Linked DNA regions of Mus musculus: regions 1, 2, 3, 4, 5 and 7 are each linked to region 6. The links are chromatin contacts, called in public Hi-C, HiCAR-type and HiChIP or PLAC-seq maps. All regions are on one chromosome and are shown on one strand. The core of a region is the stretch at or near the end of the contact, and the rest is flanking DNA. Distances in the headings are between cores, read along the strand shown.

Region 1 (2,931 bases), core at 125-2,624, 730 kb after region 6:
AACAGATTGAGTTGGTCACATGTAGTCTCCATATTTATTAGTCATCTTCTGTTTCTTTATAAACAGACTTAAATCTGACAAGATGTTAACATGTATTAACTCTGGATGGTTATTTTTATATTTAGAATATTTTTACCTTAACTTCTCAAAGAAAAAAGCTTTAAAAGATCATTTAATTAAGTATGGGCATTCTCTCAAGAAAGAGGTAAGTCACCAATCATTACAGGCTTTTTGTGGCTTAAAAACACCGTCCAAACGTTTGTAGTAGAGGTGCAGCTTGGTTTTCATGTGGGTGCCCCAATGACTGGAGCGGGAACTGTCTGAATTTGTTGCCTGTTTGTAGATCCCGTTCCCCTAACTGGGCTGCCTTTTCTGGTCTCAGTGGGAGAGGATGTGCCTAGTCCTTCAGAGACTTGATGTGCCAGGATGGAGTGATGGGGGGGGGGGGAGAGAGAAAAGGAGTGGGGAATTGTGGGAGGAGTTGTGGGAGAAGGAGGCCTGAAGCAGAGGGGTAGGAGATAGTGGGATATAAAGTGAATAGATAAATTAATGAAAGAACAAACAAACAAACAAACAAACAAAAAACCACTGCCTATGCCAGGCAAGGTGGTGCCCAACTTTAACGCCTTCCTAGCCTCAGAGCTCTTAGAAAACTCTTCTTTTTTGGAGAGATCGCCCCAGATTCTATTTGACCATATTACCCCATAAATAAGATAATATGGGTCCTCATTTTTCTATATTTATGATTATATACTTAACATTTATAAATATCCTATTACAGTAATATACCGTATACATTCTAATATATAAAAATAAATTTTCATGTAAGGTACTACACACCCGCTGCATGAGTGAGAGCAGGCACTCTCCTGGTTGTGGTCACCATGCACGGCTTCATCCCCTGTGTATGGCACTGTTCTCTTGCTTTTAGTGAACTTCACAAGTTCCTTGGAGTCCCGAGTCTCTTCTGGTTTAGACAAGCCACGGCTCATAATAACCCACTCCTTTCGCGGACAACAAATGTTTGTTGAGTTTCTCTGCTCTGTAGGGATTCCCTTCACAAAAAGGAAACAAGTCAGGGTCCCTGTCTCCACAGTTTGAACTCCATCCAGAAGGGATGAAAGCAGGCGAGCGACTATCTAGAATAAACTTCTACTTATCATCAAGACTTTGGGGGAAAGAAATAGGATGCTGCATTTAAAAATTCTGTAGACGAGGGCCAGCGAGGTGACTCTGGGTAAGGCACTGCCTGGAATAGTCTACCTGATTTAGAAAACTAGACCAGTGAGGCAGTGGATCCCGTTAGGGAAGGGTTGATTGATAGAGAGGAAGTCCATTAGGAAACTGGGCTGAGCTGGAAGTGCTGCCCCTTTCCCACGCTGCACGCTCCACAGCTGGGGATCTGGCTCGCTGCACTGGGCTCAGCTGGGCAGAAGTATGAAGTAGGCCACAGCGAAGCCATTCTTTAAGAGCAGTTTCCACCGCTGGAGAAGCCCTCCCTGACTATGACTCCCAGTTAGCTTTCTCTTCCAAACACGGTTGAATAAAGAACTGCGTTACGCGCATGCGCATATCTTTCCTTTCAGGTAGACTGCAAGACACCCAAGTATGAACTGTGTTCATTCTCCCACAAACTTAAGGTGCGCATTAACGATATATCAGGTGTCTAACGGATGTCTATTGAGAAACAAATGCCGTTCAATTTTCATCTGGGCTGGAGTTGTTGATATCTGTTTCTCTGCTTACAATCTAGTCCCATGACTACGAAAATAAAAAATAGCCAAGCAGGCAGAGGCACTCGTTTCTATGACCTTAGATAAAGGGAGGCTTGTGTTAGCTCTCAGCCACCTACTCATTGTTCAACCTGCCCTGCAAGTCCTCTGGAACCTGCCCCACGTTGTCTTGCTTGAGCAACCTACGAATATATTTTTTTCCTTTCTTCTTTCTCTGTGCAAATGACTAGGGCGATTGTCAGTTGTTGGCATGTCCTGTGGTCGGACCACATGGCTCAGAATCATAAAACCCTCCATAAGCAGTCACAGGTGGCACCCTTCAGGAGAGGTTCATCCCTGTGGCAGCACCAGAGCGCCACCTTGTGGAAAGCTCCCGAACAATTCGGTGCACTGTGAGCTGGAGAGCCATTTTGGACCCTTTGGCTGGCTCCTTCCGGGAGTTGCAGGTCTCATCTGCTGCACTCTTAGACGCTATGCCTGTGATGGACTCCCGTTTCGTTGTGAGTGGATCTTCAAATTCATTTCCCTGAGCTCCTAACTGTGATTTGTTCTTAACGAAAGCTTTCGTGATGCATAACCTCACGGGCACTGGTGGTTTTTTAAATTGTTATTATATTTTGGAAAACAAGTTCCTTATTATTTCTAGATGAGCTTGCAAACGACTCAACAGCCCATGGGAGTCTCTTTAAAATAGACCAACATATTGGGACACAAGACAAATCTCAAGGAATTGAATAAAATAGAATTAATTAACTTAATGCATTCTTTTTAAAAGATTTGAATTATTATCCTAAACACACTCTCTCTCTCTCTCTCTCTCTCTCTCTCTCTCTCTCTCTCTCTCTCTCTCTCTCTCTCTCTCTGTGTGTGTGTGTGTGTGTGTGCGCGCGCACGCGTGTGTGCGCGTGTATAGTATATAAAAATGTGTTCAGGTGCCTGCAGAGGCCAGGGGCATTGGCTCCCCTCCAGCTCGAGTTACAGGCAGGTGTGAGGCATCTGATATGGGTGCCAGGAACTGAACGTGGGTCCTCTAAAAGAGCAGTGTGTACTTTTGACTACTGAGCCATTTCCCCACCCTCTCATTTCTTGTATTTTTTTTTTTCCTGGACACAATGGAATAAGAGTTGAAATCAAAACAAAGGTTAAATCTATCTTAGGGGAGAAAAAAAAAAGATGAATCCCGTTCCGTACTTAAAGG
Region 2 (2,715 bases), core at 58-2,557, 710 kb after region 6:
AAGTGGTCAACGTGTAGACCTCGCTGGCCCCGTAGGGTTATAATGAAATGAAGGCTGATGAGGAGAAGCAGGTGCCACAGCAGCAGCAGCAGCAGCAGCAGCAGCAGTGTAGTGAGAGATTAGTAAGAAGTAATCCTTGCCTGCCTAGAAACAGGCTGAACCTAAGTGTTGGGGGGAGCCAGGCTCCTCTGATTGTTTAAGAGGACAGCTCAGGATCATGCTGGCCATTTGAGTGAGTTTCCTAGGTGGTATCTGGGAAGGTCGTCAACAAGGGAGTTGTTACAGCATTCTGTGCCCCAGATATGAAAATGATTGGCATGTCTGGACATGTAACTGCTGCCGTGGTGATGCGCCTGGAGCTGGCTCTCCAGGGCATGCACTGGGCTCTGCAGGAGGCAGGAGCCGCATTAGTACCTGTCAAGTGCAGGACACACAGGCTAGCTTTAATGGGCGAGCTCAATCTGAGCTGGACCAGATACATCCTATCACCCTCCCCTTCTGCAGTCACCCTGCCTAGGAGACATATAAATCATAGCCAGTGACCTAATAAAATAATAGAGTTTGTCTGAGTTTTGACAGCAGAAAATAATAGAGGACCTCAAATTCAGAGGGAGAGAAATAGGAGGCTTTTAAAAACTTGCTTCTTTGCCAAAACAGAGGTGAACAAAAAGTGATATCCGTAAGTTGTTGGTATCCTGGAAGTCCCCATGTATCTATGACACCAGAGAAACTCCAGGAAAGAGTGGGGTGAGGCGGGATTGTTTGTAAGGTAGCACTCACTGTATTATGTGCGATGCTCTCTTCCTGGCATGGAATTAATTACTGGAGATGGAGCATCCCCCCCCCCCATTCTTTTTTGCATGGTGACAGTCTAAGGAGTGGGCTGTACAGCAAGCGGGTCTGAGTTTAAATCTCAGCCCTCCCTGGTGGACAGCGCCTGGGTGCTTACTTTCTCTGAGTCAATCTCTTCACTTGGCGCCATGGTCAGTGAAACGAAACAATGCATTAAAGTGCTTGGCTTGGAGTCTGGCATAGCTCGGACCTTGTTAATTTCCTTCTTTAATCTCCAGGAATGTGCAGATAGGAGAGGGGATTCGGGCCACCCTTGCTGCATACTCCTGCTTTATGGGGTAGGAAGCACACATGATCATCATGACGAGAGAGAGAGAGAGAGAGAGAGAGAGAGAGAGAGAGAGACTGAGACTGGGTGTTTATGCGTCCGTTTCAGCCACCTGCTTGTTCAGTCCAGTGGTTTCAATGGTTTCGTTCCTCACTAGGAGCTGGTAGTGTTACTAGTTGACATCTATTGAATGCAATGAACCAGGCTCTGGGCCAGACACTGGGGTGGTTTGTTAAGGCCTGGCTTTGCTCTCTGCTCTCTTTCCTTCCCCTTTAACAAAATAAAGAGAGTGGCTGTTTTGCTCTTGCGTTCTCAGTTCTGCCCTTTCCAATACCCATTGTCTCATTGATGACTTCGTCCCCCATTCCTTGCCATCTCTTTTTGGCCAGATTTTCCTCTGGACAGAGAAGAACAAACAGCCCGAAATACGAACCAGAGCATCCTCACGCTGGAGTGCAGCTCCTTCCGTGGGGCTTCAGTTACATCCCAGCCAGTAGGCATAAAATGGGCAAATGGAGCTAATTACCAGGATAATTGCAGCATATTTAAAGGAGGTTGTGCAAACTGCACCCTCTCCCAATTCCCCTTTCAGAGCAGCTAGGAGTGAGTAAGCTTGTTACTCTAAAGATTAACATTGTGACAACTTCACCCTAGTGAGAAGGAGACTGCAGTGCTGCTCTGAACAGAGGGGCTGGGGAGGCAGTCAGGGTTCTCTGGAAGGAGCAAGGATTGGTACCAGGAAGGAAAAGCAAAGCTGGTTATATTCTCCTAGTCGGAGGCCAACTAGAGAGCAGTAGCATTCTGAAGTAGATGCTGCCAAAGTCAAATAAAGATTGGGCTTTCATTCCCAGGGGATGGATGACTGACTGACCAGTGGAGGGAGTTTGAGTCCCACTACTGATCAGAGGAAGTGGAGAACTGGGGGATTTAGGTGCAGTTTTTAAAAAGCAGGTCAAGTATAGTTGTTTTCTGCCCTCTTTCCCTTCACCCATCCCTCCTACCCTCCCTGATAAGAGAGGGAAAGTATTTTAGCTACTGAATGAATTTTTGTGCTGTAGCCGACATGTGCAGACAACAGAAAGGTATTGCTCACTCTTGGGGAAGTGCTCAGTTCTTGGACTTCCATCTTCCAGAACTTTTTACACAACGGATAGCTTTACCAAGACACTGGTCAGGCAAAGGAAGAGGATCAAACATTACTCCCTTGTGCTTTATTTTATTTTCTTTTTTCCTTCTTGGTCACAATAAAACTTTTGGTGTTATTTTTTTTTTATTTTCTTATGAAAAAGAATAACCTTCCAAGCCCTACACTGACAAGATGCTACTCTGCATTTTTATGCCCTTTCTGGTGGGAACATGAACTAGTAGCTACTCCGCCAGATGGAGAACCAATGACAGACCACCGACGTCCAGCTTGGTGAACCAATGTGTTTCCTGAGGTTATTTACAAGAGTATGGATGAGGAGCCGGAGAACCGTGTGTGACTTAAAGACATCTGCACCATCCAAAAGTCCATTTTAGCCTGGGTGACGGTTAATGAAATCGAATCCATGGTGCCTTCTGGACAGCTCGCAGAGCACTGGACAGGTCAGAGA
Region 3 (2,794 bases), core at 65-2,564, 690 kb before region 6:
GAGATGACTTCAGTGACTTTGAAAAGGTGCAGATAGAACTTGGGACAGGAAAGGGAATTCCAAAACGGTCTCAGGTAGCAAGCAGACTGTCTTACTGGAGATTGGATGGAAGGCCACTGGGGTGATGTAATGAAGGTCTTATATTCATGCCAGGGCTCTGTGGAAAGCAAGCCTCAATGGTGGCAATCTGGGATGTCTTGTGAGGTGCACACCCAAGCAGCAGCAGCACTGGAGAGGCTCTATGGTTATTCCTCACGGTTGGTGCTAAGATCCTAGAGCAAAGAGATTAATTACCTGAAGGTGAAATGTACTGCCACGGAGGAGCCAAGATTTAGAAAGGAAAAGATTCTTAGCTTGACTACATAAAGACCAAAAACCCCCCAAAGAGTGGCGCCACCCCACAGGTCACTAAGATTAGTACTGGCAGGGCAACGGGCAGCTGTCATCTAGAGACCGTGGGTGCACCTGGGCGCCCAGCCTTCCCAGTGTGCATGCACGCACCATATTAGTCTGCAGACTGTAGCTTCTACCACTCAAGCCCCTGGGCATGATAACCTCCACCCAGATCCCAGAGGATACATCTTGACCGTGTGTGTCAGTCACGTGGACATCCCAGCTCACATACCCTGAGCCCCGCAGGCTTTGCTTCAGCAGGGGACTCCACCTAGCTCTGCCTTGCAGTCGTTTTTCTTCCTAGGCTTGCTAGGCTCCCTCTGCACTTGGGTTTCTGAGCCCCGAGTACTGTCAGCCAAAGGGAATGGAGTTCCTGATAGAAGTGGGTGGAGGAAAGTGAAGATCCAGTTGCAGAGCCATTTCTCCCGTTTGGCATCCCGCCCTCCCTTCCCTTTCCTGCATGGCTGGAGTTGAACTTGAGGTCTTACCCATGGTGGGAAAGTGCTCCACCATTTGTGCCCCAGCCCAACCCTCTCCTGTTGTTTTAGAGCCTCTTCTAAGGCTGCCAAGACCCATCTTTCTCTCACAAAGAGAAATACACGAAAACAACAGCAAACAGAACAACAACAACAACCCCCCAAACCCCAAAACCAAACAAAGCAAGATGGAGAAAAAAAACTGTTTGAGATTTGCGCCAACTCGTGCTTTCTGAAATTTACATAAAATTTTTAATGACATGTTTTGTTCCGTTTGTTTTGTTTATTTTTGCAAAGACCTTTTCCAGGAAGGGTGGTGTAGCTTATCAGGCTTCCACTGGACTCAATCGATCCTCTATCTTATTTGTCAGGGAAGAGACTGCAGTTCCTTAGTGGCTCCATCCTTTGGTCATGTGCTTCTCTGACGAAGGCTGGCCCCACGCTGCACCAGCCAGCCCTGTTTGCGCTTGTCCCAGTATGTCTGCCTGCGTAGCTCAGAGGCAGTTCTGCTGATGTGCAGTGAGTGAAAGAAAAATGCTTTCTACAAACACAGCATTCCACAGTGAGGAGAGTATCTCCTAAAAGGCTTAAGAGCTCACTCAGCAGACAAACTACAAATGGCTAGACAGTGCGGATGCTCAGGAGCCTAAGAACCACAGACATCCCACGGATAGGACACAATCGTTCACCTCCGCTCCACACACATTAGACTGGGATTGCATGAATCCCTCCTCAGCTTATTCTAAGGGAAGGGAGGGCTGCTCTTTTAGCCCAGCAATCAGTGATAGACACGATGGATATTTAGTGTATGTTATGAGTGTCCGAAAGCGCCACTCCTAGAAAATGAAGACAAAATATTGGGGGAAAGAAGGTTTTATTTATTTCTAAATTCAACCAAGAAACAACCACCGTGCAACAGCTTTAAAGTGGTCTCAGAATGAGCTGTCAGTCCTCGTTTCTCATTAAGATGCATTTCAGGATGCCTCCTGTTGTTCTCGGGGCACTAATGAATCCATACTTAAAACCTGCGCCGGGAAGCATCTCTCACCACTTCGGAGACAATCGCTGTAAAAATGCACCATTCTGTGCCTTGCCTAAATGGAGCACGATTATTACCAAGCCGCACAGCCTTTTTATCTGTACCGACGCTGCAGGAAATCTCACTGTCTATGTGACCTGAATACCTACTACCTAGTGGAAAATTCCGGGAGTGCATGGCAGCCCAGAGCACCCAATAGCTACTTTGCTTGTCTGTTTCATCTCACCCCCTATCCCACCCACCCTCCCACATCCCAGTCATCACGCACAAGGGGATTCCTGAAAATTGTTTTCCAAATCACTGGGTCTCTTCACGGTGCTCTGTCATTTTTACCTACCAACATTAATTCTTAAACAGCATTATTCAACTGCTGTGGTTCATCGCTGAAGAATGTAAATACTGAAGTAATTATGAGACTGTATTTTCCAATGGTGCACCCCAAAATGGGTAACTGAGTGTCAAAGGCTGACGTCACAAAGTAGCCAAGTAAGACAGTCCTTAATAGGCTAAACCAGAGCTCACAATCCAGGACTGCAAGGACCTCTTGAATGTGCTGACTCAGAAGCAGTTGGCTGGCGGAATGTTCGGAGGGGAAGGGTGTGTTCCAGTTGCTCTCTCACCTCTCAGCAAGACTCATGGGACAGACCGTTGGAGGCCAGGACAGATAAGGTGCCATCTGCAGATTGTTGGATAACGTGTCCAATTAGGATCCTGTTCAGGATTCAAGGATGACTTAGAAAGTCACCCTCAAGCGCACCTGTCAAGAACCCGTAGGTGTGGGGCTGGAGGGATGGCTCAGCAGGTAAGAGCACTGGCTGCTCTTGCAGTTGACTAGGATTCTGCTCCCTGCACCCACCTGAGCCTCACACCTGCCTGTTTAACTCTA
Region 4 (2,705 bases), core at 154-2,653, 810 kb after region 6:
AGAAACGGCAACAACTTCTTGGGTTTGGCTATTGGAGGTGATCTTTGAGAAGGGATCTTTATAATAAGTACAGTATTTATTCGGTGTCAGTAAAGTAACCAACTCATTGAGATGAATTGAAACAATAGCAACAAATTGTACTTGTGGTGTGTGTGGTGTGTGTGTGTGTGTGTGTGGTGTGTGTGGTGGGTGGGGGTGGGGTGGGTGGTGTGTGTGAGGAAGCCAGAGGACAATGTTTGGAAGCCAGTTCTCTCCAACCACGTGGATTCTAGAGATCAAACTTAGGTCACTCGGCTTGGTGGCAACTGCTTCTATCAACTGAACCATCTCGATGATCCCCCAAAGAAGGACATTTAGCTTTCTAACCCGGCAACTCAAAATAGGCATTTAAGTAAATGGAAACCAAGCCCAACTTATTTTTAGGGGCAAGGAGTAGAACTATACATTTGACTCCAACTTTGCAGATACTCTAATGAAGTCTTATCCTAAATAAATCTGTCTAAATTAGGGAAGGAGAGTAAGTGTTAATTGGAATCACAGTTTTAACACTCCATCGATAGTTTCCAAAATGGGAAGTTTTTAAAGCCTTGTAGTTAAAGGCCTGCCTCCCCCTCCCTCCCCCTCGCCCTCTCCCTTTTTCTCCCTTCCTCTTTACCCCACCCCTCCAATATGCTTTTTGTTTGCCCAGTCTCCCACTGGCATTAGTTAGGGAATAAGATTAAAAAAAAAGAAGAAAAAGAAAAAGAAAGAAAGAAGGAAAAGACGTCCCTTTGTAGGCATGCACACTTGTAGGTGCCTGTGGATGCCAGAAGAAGACATCTAATACGGTGGAGCTGGAGTTTCAGTGGGTTGTGAGCTGGGTGCTTGTAAGCGAACTCAGGTCCTCTATTAAGAGCAGCAAGCATAGCTAACCACTGAGCCACCTCTTCAGCCCCAAGCGCTGCTTCTTTAGATCAAAACCGATTACATCATCTCTTCTAGACTGCAGGTGTGGCCACCTTCCTCCAGAATCCTTAAAACAGATCTTATAAAACCTGAGATGATTCACTGGAAACGGAGTTTTGCCAAATAGCCAAGAAAAACACATTTCCTTTCTTCTTAAAACAGAGGCGCCCATAAAACCTGCAAAATGAGTTATCACTGGTACTAATATCAACGTTTTCGAGTCTCCCTGATGACAACCACGCTTCAGCGACCAAGTACATGTACCCTGGAGCTCATGATAACCAAAACCAGAGGGCCCAGGACTCCAGCAGCAGGGTCAAGGCTTGGCAGGCAGAGTGGCAGCGCCCCTTTTCCGTCCCCTCCACGCCCACCTCCTCAGCAAGAGTCCCCTCCCCTCGCTGGAGCCCAGACTCTCATTGCCTTCATTGTTGGCCGCATCTGTCACTTTGTGGGCAGGATGACATGAATGGATGGGCCGGACACACCTTCCATCCCAGTCCTGAAAACCCTGTCCGGATCTGCAGACCGTTCCCGGACGCTGCCAGAGGAGCCGCTGAGGGCCAAGGACTCACCCCTCAGCCCCGATCCTGTCCGCGCCCTGTCCCTGTCCCTTCGCACTCGCTCTCCACGGCTCCCCGGGCAGCGGGCGCGCACCATGCTGCCCAGCGCTGTGGCCGCCCAGGCCGGAGCCTACTGGGATGTGGTGGCGTCCTCAGCACTCTTCGGCCTTCCTGCGCCCGGCTTTGGCAGTCTGGGCAAGAGTTTCCTGATCGAGAACTTGCTGCGCGCAGGGGCCGGGCCCACGCACGCACCCCCGCCCCCACGCCCAGCGCCCGGTCCTGAGTGTCCGCAGCTGCGGCCACTGCCTGCCAGCCCAGTGCCGCTCAAGCTGTGCCCGGCCGGACCCTTTGGTGTGCGCTGGGCCTTCCAGATGCCCCCTGGCCGGGCTCCGGGGGAGCGGGACAGTGCCTTCCAGCCCTCAGCCCCAGGTGAGCTTTGGTCGAGGGGAACCTCGGCCCAGGAGACCCTTAGTTCTGGAGAACCTGGACCAAGGGGAGCCTCAGTTCAGGGGAGCCCTGAACCAGGGGAACTTCAGTCCAGGGAAGCCTTAGCCCTGGGGAGCCTCGATCTGATCTAGAGGAGGCGCAGCCCAGGCGAACTTCAGTCTAGGGGATCCTCAGTCTGGGAAAGCCTCAGCCCAGGGAAGCCTTGCTTTCAGGTGGTCCTCAGTCCAGAGAGAGCCCTGTTGCCAGCACAGTCCCCACCTGTGAGCCCCTCACAGCACGAGTGCTGACCTGGGTGGCCCACTGCAGAGGACTGAACTGGGGTGCAGATGCCGTTTCTGGACACTAGTTCTGATTCCTTTCCTCTCCACCCCATCCCATCCCGCACTCCTTCCTAGCATCCTCCCTCAACAGGTTGACTGGGCTACCTGGGCAGTTTGATCACAGCGGGTTAGCTGGGGGGTGGTGGGTGGGGGGTAGGGGGTGGGGGATTTGAGGTTTCTAGCTGACTGGCTCCTGTTTCCAAAGTTAGCATCCTCTCTTCTGCGGGAAAGTTGCTGGCAGGGTGGTGCTGCGGACTTTGCTGGCGGAGACCTCGCCGCTGGTTTGATAGGGCTCTAATGATTTGAAAAAGAGTTGCGCAAACTTTGGACTTTCCTTGCTTTCACAGTTTGGTGTACACTAAGGTGTAAAGTAATCAAGGCCTACGCTTGCATCAGGCTGAGATAGCTGACAAATGTTGAATTGATAACTAAA
Region 5 (2,806 bases), core at 41-2,540, 750 kb before region 6:
TCCTCCACAATATGGACTCCGTAGCATGAGTTGTCATCCTCACTGGGTATCACGGACCCTTCTGATCCCCAGTCAAGGCTCTGTGTTCCACGGGGCTGGAGAGATGGCTCAGGAGAAAGCACACCAGCTGCTCTTCCAGACAACCCAGGTCTGATCAAGCACTCACATGGGGGCTCACGATTATTTATAATTTCAGTTTCTAGATGTCTGATTCTTCCATCTGGCTTAGCTGGGTACCAGACATGCCCTTGGTACATACATGTAGACAAAACACCCATACGATACTGACTGGTTTTGTGTGTCAACTTGACACAAGCTGGGGTTATCACAGAGAAAGGAGCCTCCCTTGAGGAAATGCTCCCATGAGATCCAGCTGTAAGGCATTTTCTCAATTAGTGATCAAGGGGGGAGGGCCTCTTATGGGTGGTACCATCTCTGGGCTGGTAGTCTTGGGTTCTATAAGAAAACAAGCTGAGCAAGCCCAAAGAAGCAAGCCGGTAAGTAACATCCCTCCATGGCCTCTGCATCAGCTTCTGCTTCCTGACCTGCTTGAGTTCCAGTCCTGGCTTCCTTTGGTGATGAACAGCAATGTGAAAGTGTAAACTGAATAAACCCTTTCCTCCCCAACTTGCTTCTTGGTCATGATGTTTTGTGCAGGAATAGAAACCCTGGCTAAGACACATACATATAAAAAAATAAATAAAACATATATCTTTAAAAAAATCCTCTGTGGTCTAGTGCAGTGACTAGCATGTGGCCAGTCACAGTAGTTAATAACAGAGAGAGTGACAGATCACAGGTTTGTATAGGGCTGACTTGATTTCCTGACCTAATTAATAATAGTGCCTTCATTTTCAAAGTGTCTGAATCTCCGTGATTGACTGAGTTGTCATCACACTGACAGACATGTGTGAAGAAGACATTAAACTGGTCTGTGGAGAAGGGGAGTCTTTAAGTGAGAGGGGGACATTTTCATCTCAGAATTTAGGGTGCCATGTGACCAGGGTCACACAGAACTTCCACTGAGACAATGAAAGAATGGAATTCAAAGACAACAAGAAAGGTCAGCTGGAAAGAGTTTTGTTACAGAGAGAAAACATGGAGAAGGACTTAAATATTCCTGAAAGAAAGCTAAGCTCCAGAACGGGCCCAAAGGAAGGAAACTATCTAACTAGGGCTTTCTTCAGGACCTATGGCAGAAACTGGACCAAGACTGAGGCTGTTCCTACTGAGATTGGCTAATTCTCTGAGCACATCGCAAGCCAAGCCCATGGGGAAGTCCCACACTCAGTGAGTCTTTCTCCACCCAAGCCGGGGGACGGTTGCGGGCTGTTCACTGATGCTCATTCAGCTAGGGTCAGGGTTATGCTTAAAGCCCGATTTTTATCTTCAGTTTGCTTGTTGACTGTCTGTGGGCAGTTAGCCATGGCTGCGGTTGCTACTGTGGACCTTGTAGCTGTTGCTGGTCTTGGACCCTGGTAGAGTCTTCTTAACCATTACTTACTCTGTACTCTTTCTTCACGAGTCAGTTTGAGGTTTCGCCATGGTGGGAGCTATCACAGCTACTAAGAAATAGCTGTTTTCCTTGGTTACTTTGTATTTAAGCTTTGGGTCTGCAGGGAAGTCTGGGGAAGTCTTCTTCCTGGAGTAGGTGGAAACCTTTATTTAGAAGCCGACCTTACCCACAGTGCTCAGCAATAGTCTGTTGCTTTAGAAGCAAGTGTCTGTGAACTGCAGCAGTGCCATTCGGGGTGGGGGTGGGGGTGGGGGTAGGGGTGGGGGTGGGGGTGGGGTTCCTCGGGTTCTGCGGAAGTTGAAGCCAGCCAGCCTGCAGAATCCTGTTTCTCTCAGAGCTCTGTCCTTCCCCTTGCCTGGCCAGCGTGGTTATCTAGACCGGGCAGAAAACCCTTTTACTCCCCAGCCTAAGTTGTCTACCCTCGTGTTTTCACAAATGTTCTATAACATTCTTATTAACCCCAACCTCGGTTTCCAAGGAGAATTTCCTCCTCTTGGTAATTTTTCTTTGTGATGGTTTCAGTTTACTGCAGTTAGTCACATTCTGAAAATATGTGTGGAAAATTCCAGAAGTGACCATTGATAAGGTAGGATATAGCATTGTGAGACATTTCAAGAGAACTTTCCCATAGCTTTTATTACAGTATACCGTTATCATTTTTATTTTATCATTGTTGGTGACTTTACACTATGTCTAATTATCAAATTAAGCTTTATTACAAATATATGTTGAAGAAAAATTCTACTATATATGTTTTATCATCCATTGGGGTGGTGGTAGAATTTATCTCCTGATGCTAAGGGGTGTGGAGGGGAAAGACTGCCTTACTCTTCTGGGTGTATCATTTGACCCAATCTCTTTCTTGCTTACCTGTTTTTAACCATAAAATCTATGCATGTATTACTGTATCTAGAATCATCCTATTAACATACATCAGATTGTATTGTATTTTTTTTTTCTTTGCTCAAACTCTTCTGTTCTTCCCATTTTGTTGAAAGTGTAGTCAGCAAGTCTCTGCAGTGGAAAGATGCCATTTAAGAAAAAAAAAACAAAAAAACAGGGTCATACTAAAAACAGTAACAAAGGAAATAATGATATATTTTGGGTTAATGAACTTTATAACCTGTAGAAATGATTATACAAATTGATGATTTCTTCTAGTTTTCTTTTTTAAAAGATTTACTTATTTCTTTTCAGACTTATTTATTTATTTAATGTATGTGAGTAGATTGCAGCTGTACAGATTGTTGTGAGCCTTCACGTGATTGTTGGGAACTGAATTTTTAGAAC
Region 6 (3,017 bases), core at 358-2,857:
GAACAAGAAACAGCCTATATTACAATGCACCTTCGTTTCTGTTAGGTAAGTATTGTGTGTGTGGAGGGGGAGGTGGATGGGGGCGGGAGGTGGTCAAAGGGCAGTTAGGCAGGAGGAGCCTTTTCTCGTGCTCTGTTACCCAGCACGATGGCTACAGAGTGAATTTTAAATGTTGCGAACACAAAAGGTAGAGCAATAAATTTGAAGTAGGAGATGTGGAGTTTGAGGATCGGTCTGCACAGTGAGACTCTGCATTAAAAACAAAATAAAATACATACAAAAGAATATCACATCTTCACCGGGAATTGCTCTTACTGATAAAATTCTCTAGGGTGAATTCTGGACCCCGAGTGTACACAGGAAAGCTAAACTTTATCTCTGCAGGATGGTTAACAGTGCCTTTGACTTGATTCTGTCACACAACAGTTTCAACAGGTTTTTAGGTTTTCTTAATCACCAGCTTCATTCGTCGTCATTACAAGAGAAAGGTCCCTCAGAAAGTCTTGTTTCATCAGAACAAAGTATTTTAACACCTCTAAATCACTGCGAAATACTTGCACACAGGAACACCACATTTCCAAACCTATGAAGATAGCTCACTGACACTGGGAGAGACAAGGCTGCCATTCATTGCATTCCTAAGCGGTTATTTACCCAGTCCCTTGCTGGTGCTCGGCTCTGTGAAGAGCTTAACGAGACATCATCCCAAACTTCGGTGTGACGTGACGGGCACTGAACAGCCAAGTAGCACAGGATGAAGATGCCAGGGAAGCGACAGGATCAGAGAGGAGGGCAGGGGACGCTGCTGGGCTGGAGGTAGGGAGGGAACAGCCTGGGTTGGGGTGGCCAGGCGACAGCGTGGATTGCAAGAGGACAACTAGGAAAAGCTAGAGCGTGGAGCAGGGGGTGAAAAAGCCAGCGCCTGACGAAAAGCCTGTAAAGACACCTCCGAGGTGAAACAAAAGATCCGAGGGCGCTGCAGGGCAGGAGGACATCGCAGAGTGACTGAAAGTGGAAGCACTTAAAGCCAGCCAGGCTCGGCTAGCCTCGGGGACGCGGGCTTAGGGCGTGGGAGTGTGTCCCGGGCTGGCAGGCCGCCGCGCACGTGCAGCGGGCGGAGTACTTCATCCGTGCCAACTACGCACGAGTTCTTCTCGGGACTGCAGTCTCTCCAAAACATCTTTATTGTCGCCCACGGAGCCTGCCAGGAAAGGCCACGACCAGAGAGAGCGCGGCCAGGGCGCAGGGGCGGGGGTGGGGATGAGGGGGAAAGGGGTGGAGCGAGGACTGAGCACGGCGCGTGCGCGTAGCGCTCCGAGCGGCAAGAGGGCGGGGCAAGAAGAATGTTTCCCAGAAGCCCCGGCCACTCGCAGACGCCGGAGCTCCCGCTCTCCAGCCGGGCGGCGTGCCCCGCCCACCACGTCCGTCCGTCCGTCGCGGCTCGCGGGCGCCCCCTGGAGGTCCGGGGGAGTACGGCAGCGCCCGCGAGCAGGTAGCGTGCGGCGGGTCCAGCCGCCCGCCCGCCCGCCCGCCCGCGTCGTCACCACAGTGCGCCGACCTGTGGCGGCGCGGCTGAGCCCCGCGGAAGGAGGGAGGGAGAAAGGGAGGGAGCCGCCAGACACGGCGGGGGAGGGGAGCGGCGGTGGCGCAAGCGGCGCGGAGCTAGCGCCGCCTGCCCGGGTCTCCTGCTGCGTGGCTGCCTGCGTGCTCCCGACCCGGCCGTCCGAGCCAGCCCGCGGGCCGCGCGCGCTTCCGAGCGGCCGGAGGAGTCCATGGTGCAGAACTTAGCGGCGGACTGACGGAGACCGGGCCTCCTGCGCCGGCGCGGCCGCGGGACCTCGGCCTCAGGTAAACACGGCGGGCCGGAGAGAGCGGACGAGGCGCCCCGGGGCGCAGCGCAGCGCGGCGCGGCGGGGGCGCGGGCCGGGCGGGCGGGCAAAGTTTGGGGCTCGCGCGCGGCTCGGGCGGTGTCTTTCGCTGCGAGCAAAGTTGGGAGCCGCGGCCCCGGGCGGCGCGGGGCGGAGGTCCAGTTTGGGCGCGCGCGGGGCCTAGGAGCAGAGCGGGGCGGCGCGGGCTGCGGGGCCTCGGCCGAGGCAGGAAGGGGCTCCAGGCCCGGCCCGCAGCTCCCCCACCCGCAGTGGGAACGTGTCGGCCGTGCTTCCGGGCGCTCCCAGGCTGGCCCGCTTTCCCGTGGAGTTCGCGTTCGTCCCCGAGCCTCCGGGTCCCGCTTGTGAAACCAAACTTCACTAGGCTGTGACCTCCCCGGCGCCTGAACGAGGAAGCGCTGGCCGGCGCCTGGCCTCGGCCTCTCCCTCCCTCCCTCGGCGGCCGCCTCCCCACCCCCGCCGTCGTTTTTAAAACCCGCTGCCCGGGCTGCCCGCGGTCCAACCGGCCGGGAGATCGAAACTCAGCCCCGCTCAACCCCGCCTTAGAGCCGGGGACTGAGTACCGATTAGAAGATTGGCCAATGCACGCTCGTCTTCCGCACGGATCTCGAAGAATTTAATTTAAAAGACACCTGGTTGCAATTGAGGGCAACAGTCCCAGATTGAAATGGTGACCTACACTCCCCATGCGTTGATCTGTACAGTATCGTATTCCGGTAGTCCGGCTAATCATCTGCGTGTGTGAGGTAGTAAACAATACAGAATGCAAGTTTTACATGCTGATCGTACTACGTAAAACCGCGGCTGCTTCTCATTCATTTTGGATTACATTTTGGCTACCATCCTTATATACTAGCAGCGAACTAACGAAAACTGACGAGAAAGTTTTTTAGTATGCCTTGACTAAGATATGGTAGTATTCAAATTTCCCCCAGTTTGGGCAGTTTTCTCTGAATTTTGGGGAAAGTATATCAATAAGTACGTTTTTTTTCATTTTTCAAGGAAAAGATAACTCATGTATGATTTATTTGCCGCAGCCCCACAACAGTGAAGGCAATAGATTCTTAGCCCTTTCATTTAACCGGTATTTTTAATAAAATTTTATTGGGTAATTCTGTCTCTCCACACCAT
Region 7 (2,846 bases), core at 290-2,789, 690 kb after region 6:
ATTCATTCTTACCTTGTTATTTACACTTCCCATAGCATCAGGCTGGAGCCAAGCCTTTGACACATGGACTTGGGGGAACGTGCCAGTCAGACTGCCAGAAATAACTTGAGGTTGGAAAGGCACGTTTCTGGCTCATGGTTTCAGTCCATTGACCTTTGCCCCACTGATTCTGGGTCTATGGCGAGGTCAATCTGCAGAGATTACCTAGCTCAAGGCTGACTGGTGGGAAGGGAGGGACCATGAACAACCTCTGAAGGTACCTCAGGGTGGCTCCAGCTTGCCAAAACAGCACCACCTGCTGGAGACATATATATTCAACTCATAACCCTGGGGGGCGACAATTCACAAGCAAACCACAACTGGTGGCGTTCCTGGGCTAAATGATTGCCGCCCCCATGTTTGGTCAACGTTCAGCTGTAATTAATTTCTATATGTTTTCTTTTTCTCCCGACTGTCTCTCTATGTGGTGGTCAGGTTGCTAGTCTCTCGGGATTCTAGGGTTCTCTTCCCCTCATTTCCTTTGCTGTTGTGACTGACTAATGCCCATTCTCCCGTCTTCGCGCTCACCCGGCTTCTCACCGGCCTGCCCCAGTCTGCTGTGAAGCACCTTCAATGACCGGCCAGCTCAGTGGCTGTGTTCCTCAGCTCCGTTTCTGTTGGATGTATGTCCGACCGGCCAGCTCAGTGGCCGTGTTCCTCAGCTCCGTTTCTGTTGGATGCGGATGTTATGTCCGGTACAGCAATGGATGCGTGCTTATGATTCTGTCTTTCTGTAAGAATCTTTGTCGTCATGCAGTAAGTCCTTAACAGAGGCTGAACAGGGGCTGCTGAGATGGCTCAGCGGTTAAGAGCACCGACTGCTCTTGCAGGTCCTGAGTTCAAGTCCCAGCAACCACATGGTGGCTCACAACCATCTGTAATGAGATCTGACTCCCTCTTCTGGAGTGTCTGAAGACAGCTACAGTGTACTCACATATAATAAGTAAATAAATATTTTTTTTTAAAAAAAAGAGAGGCTGAACTGTAAAGGGAACTGAGGAGGCCGACAGGCAAAAAGTCTCGAAGGGTTCACTCTTTTTCTCTGGGAACAGAAAGGTATAAAGCCTGAAATGTGTGTCAGCTACCACACACGTTTACATATATATATAATTTCATATGTCATGAGTGAACCGTATTTATATCATTTTCATTCTATCCTTTCCTACTTCATCTTGGACTCACGACTTCCTCTCTCTACTTCTTGCTTTCTTTCACACACATATTCTTTCTTGCTCTCTTTCACACACACAAAGTCTCTCTCTCTCTCTCTCTCTCTCTCTCTCTCTCTCTCTCTCTCTCTCTCTCTCATGCACGAACACATGCACAAACGAGTGCATACACACATCTGACACAATTTAGTGATGCTCAGATGTGCATGTGGTAGACACCTGAAGATAACTCAGTATGAACAAAATCCAAACTGAGAGTCTGTATTAAGCCATCACCTACACAGAACAGCCTCAAATGTAGAATCAGGGAGCCTTTCAAAGGGAAAGAACACAGGAAAGCTACATCCTGGTTGTCAGTTGCAGGTGCAAGCAAGCAAGCAAGCAGTTTAACAAAAGCCAAAATGTGGCAGTTAGCTGGTATGGTCATCATAAAGCATCCTGGTCCTCTGGTCCTTCTAAAATGTTCCCTGAGGGTGTTGTACAGTATATGACTAACTGGAGACAAGCACGTTTTCAAAAAACGGAACAGAATAAAAAGCCTCTATGATCTGGACAGCTCATCACTCAGAAGTTAATATCTTTCTTGGTTTTCATATATATATATATATATATATATATATATATATATATATATATATATATATATAAACTTTATATATATATAAGTTTCTCCCTATAGGATGGGTGCTATGTCCATTGCCTTTTCACTCATGAAAGCATGCCTGAGAAAACAACTCACCACAGGGTAGGTTTTAGCTTGTGAATTCGGTTCCTAGACAGTTGGCTCTGTCTGCTTTAGACTCTAGTGAGGCAGAGCAGCATGCCGGGAGCACAAGATGGTGGATGCTAATTTCATGATGCTTAGAGCCAATCAGAGCTCTGGGTCAGGAACCACACATCCTCAGAGGCATCTTCAGGAAGCCACGCCCCCAGTCTGGTCCCACTTCCACAGTTGCAGTCCTTCCAAAGGTCTGATGGATTATGGCGCCATCGGTAGATGAATGAATCCTTTGATTAGATGAAAGCCATCACGATCCAGTTACTTTCCAACAGCCCACCTGTGAATATGGCATTGGGGACCAAGTCTTCAGTGAATGGGTTTTTCAGGGGCTATTTTATATCTCAACCACGAAGCACTTTGACACAATGGGGAGCAAAAGTGGACCTCCCTAGCTGCCTGGGCATCACCTATTAGAATGCTGTCTGTTACCATCATCGATCTTAAAACGAGGGAGCAAATTCCACTAACCCTACACTAATTCCTATCACCATACAGACATCCTCTGAGAACATATTACTCATATGAACATAGACTTTTGTTTGTTTGGTCTTCAGGACCTGGGTTTCCAAGCTTACCTTTCATCCATTATGTTATTAAATGAATTATTTTATTTTATTTTTAATCTAGCAGTCTTTTGTCTGTGCCTGGACTTCCTGGTAGAGGGTATGCACAATTCTGGCAAGTTAAAGCGGAATGAAGAGGTGCTAGGAGCAGAGACAGTTGGTGAGTGTTCTTCAGATTGGAAAACTTGGCACTCGACGGCAGTGGACAGAGTCCAGCAGTTAATGGCGGAGGGATTGAACCATGACTTATTCAGTACCCATCCTGCTTGCGGTATTCCAAATGTCAAGGATTCG

The links. Hi-C and Micro-C count contacts between places; a contact is called where the count stands out from the background. HiCAR-type assays count read pairs that join an accessible place to other places. HiChIP or PLAC-seq counts read pairs in DNA pulled down with a chosen protein or histone mark.
Region 1: a contact with region 6 is called in an H3K27ac HiChIP or PLAC-seq map of T-cell acute lymphoblastic leukemia, with 8 times the contacts expected there. The contact joins the enhancer-like site here to the promoter of Scaf11 in region 6. A contact is called at or near these places in 2 of 39 promoter capture datasets (hippocampal neurons and second pharyngeal arch cranial neural crest) and 5 of 115 datasets of contacts at active chromatin or transcription factors (the SCID.adh cell line, T-cell acute lymphoblastic leukemia, extraembryonic endoderm stem cells and 2 more).
Region 2: a HiCAR-type map of astrocytes shows a contact between it and region 6, with 3 times the contacts expected there. The contact joins the enhancer-like site here to the promoter of Scaf11 in region 6. A contact is called at or near these places in 5 of 39 promoter capture datasets (the 3T3-L1 cell line, hippocampal neurons, liver and 2 more), 1 of 484 Hi-C or Micro-C datasets (the G1E-ER4 cell line) and 6 of 115 datasets of contacts at active chromatin or transcription factors (T-cell acute lymphoblastic leukemia, astrocytes, embryonic forebrain and 3 more).
Region 3: an H3K4me3 HiChIP or PLAC-seq map of embryonic forebrain shows a contact between it and region 6, with 2.6 times the contacts expected there. The contact joins the enhancer-like site here to the promoter of Scaf11 in region 6. A contact is called at or near these places in 7 of 115 datasets of contacts at active chromatin or transcription factors (acute myeloid leukemia, differentiating embryonic stem cells, embryonic forebrain and 3 more).
Region 4: an H3K4me3 HiChIP or PLAC-seq map of forebrain shows a contact between it and region 6, with 4 times the contacts expected there. The contact joins the promoter of Dbx2 here to the promoter of Scaf11 in region 6. A contact is called at or near these places in 3 of 115 datasets of contacts at active chromatin or transcription factors (astrocytes, embryonic forebrain and forebrain).
Region 5: a contact with region 6 is called in an H3K27ac HiChIP or PLAC-seq map of microglia, with 4 times the contacts expected there. The contact joins the enhancer-like site here to the promoter of Scaf11 in region 6. A contact is called at or near these places in 5 of 39 promoter capture datasets (the 3T3-L1 cell line, 3T3-L1-derived adipocytes, hippocampal neurons and 1 more) and 2 of 115 datasets of contacts at active chromatin or transcription factors (large pre-B cells and microglia).
Region 7: a Hi-C map of the P5424 cell line shows a contact between it and region 6, with 3 times the contacts expected there. The contact joins the enhancer-like site here to the promoter of Scaf11 in region 6. A contact is called at or near these places in 10 of 39 promoter capture datasets (the 3T3-L1 cell line, the HPC-7 cell line, frontonasal cranial neural crest and 5 more), 4 of 484 Hi-C or Micro-C datasets (the Ba/F3 cell line, the N1E-115 cell line, the P5424 cell line and 1 more), 12 of 115 datasets of contacts at active chromatin or transcription factors (T-cell acute lymphoblastic leukemia, astrocytes, embryonic forebrain and 9 more) and 1 of 9 other capture datasets (embryonic stem cells).

What each region holds. Positions count from the first base shown.
Region 1 is chr15:95,725,169-95,728,099 of GRCm38.p6, reverse strand. No RefSeq gene overlaps it. Among named protein-coding and RNA genes, the nearest start is that of Gm6961, 25 kb to the left of the region's middle. Within about 2 kb of position 1,374, at least 20 of the 459 cell types and tissues checked have an H3K27ac peak or open chromatin away from gene starts, as enhancers often do. A contact at or near this core is called in the SCID.adh cell line and T-cell acute lymphoblastic leukemia, where this site is marked.
Region 2 is chr15:95,744,478-95,747,192 of GRCm38.p6, reverse strand. No RefSeq gene overlaps it. Among named protein-coding and RNA genes, the nearest start is that of Gm6961, 5.8 kb to the left of the region's middle. Within about 2 kb of position 1,307, at least 19 of the 459 cell types and tissues checked have an H3K27ac peak or open chromatin away from gene starts, as enhancers often do. A contact at or near this core is called in astrocytes and liver, where this site is marked.
Region 3 is chr15:97,151,206-97,153,999 of GRCm38.p6, reverse strand. No RefSeq gene overlaps it. Among named protein-coding and RNA genes, the nearest start is that of Gm33149, 9.9 kb to the left of the region's middle. Within about 2 kb of position 1,314, at least 35 of the 459 cell types and tissues checked have an H3K27ac peak or open chromatin away from gene starts, as enhancers often do. A contact at or near this core is called in embryonic forebrain, where this site is marked.
Region 4 is chr15:95,653,469-95,656,173 of GRCm38.p6, reverse strand. Dbx2 (developing brain homeobox 2) reads left to right here and starts at 1,403. Exons shown (of 4, transcript NM_207533.2): 1 at 1,403-1,934. The coding sequence starts at 1,412. It overlaps Gm31690 (predicted gene, 31690), which reads right to left and starts at 1,698. Exons shown (of 3, transcript NR_168499.1): 1 at 1,518-1,698.
Region 5 is chr15:97,211,780-97,214,585 of GRCm38.p6, reverse strand. No RefSeq gene overlaps it. Among named protein-coding and RNA genes, the nearest start is that of Gm33205, 9.4 kb to the right of the region's middle. Within about 2 kb of position 1,290, at least 50 of the 459 cell types and tissues checked have an H3K27ac peak or open chromatin away from gene starts, as enhancers often do. A contact at or near this core is called in microglia, where this site is marked.
Region 6 is chr15:96,459,433-96,462,449 of GRCm38.p6, reverse strand. It overlaps Scaf11 (SR-related CTD-associated factor 11), which reads left to right and starts at 1,607. Exons shown (of 15, transcript NM_028148.2): 1 at 1,607-1,848. Gm41408 reads right to left here. Exons shown (of 2, transcript XM_030248866.1): 2 at 1-2,406. The coding sequence ends at 1,541.
Region 7 is chr15:95,765,399-95,768,244 of GRCm38.p6, reverse strand. No RefSeq gene overlaps it. Among named protein-coding and RNA genes, the nearest start is that of Gm6961, 15 kb to the right of the region's middle. Within about 2 kb of position 1,539, at least 4 of the 459 cell types and tissues checked have an H3K27ac peak or open chromatin away from gene starts, as enhancers often do. A contact at or near this core is called in the P5424 cell line, where this site is marked.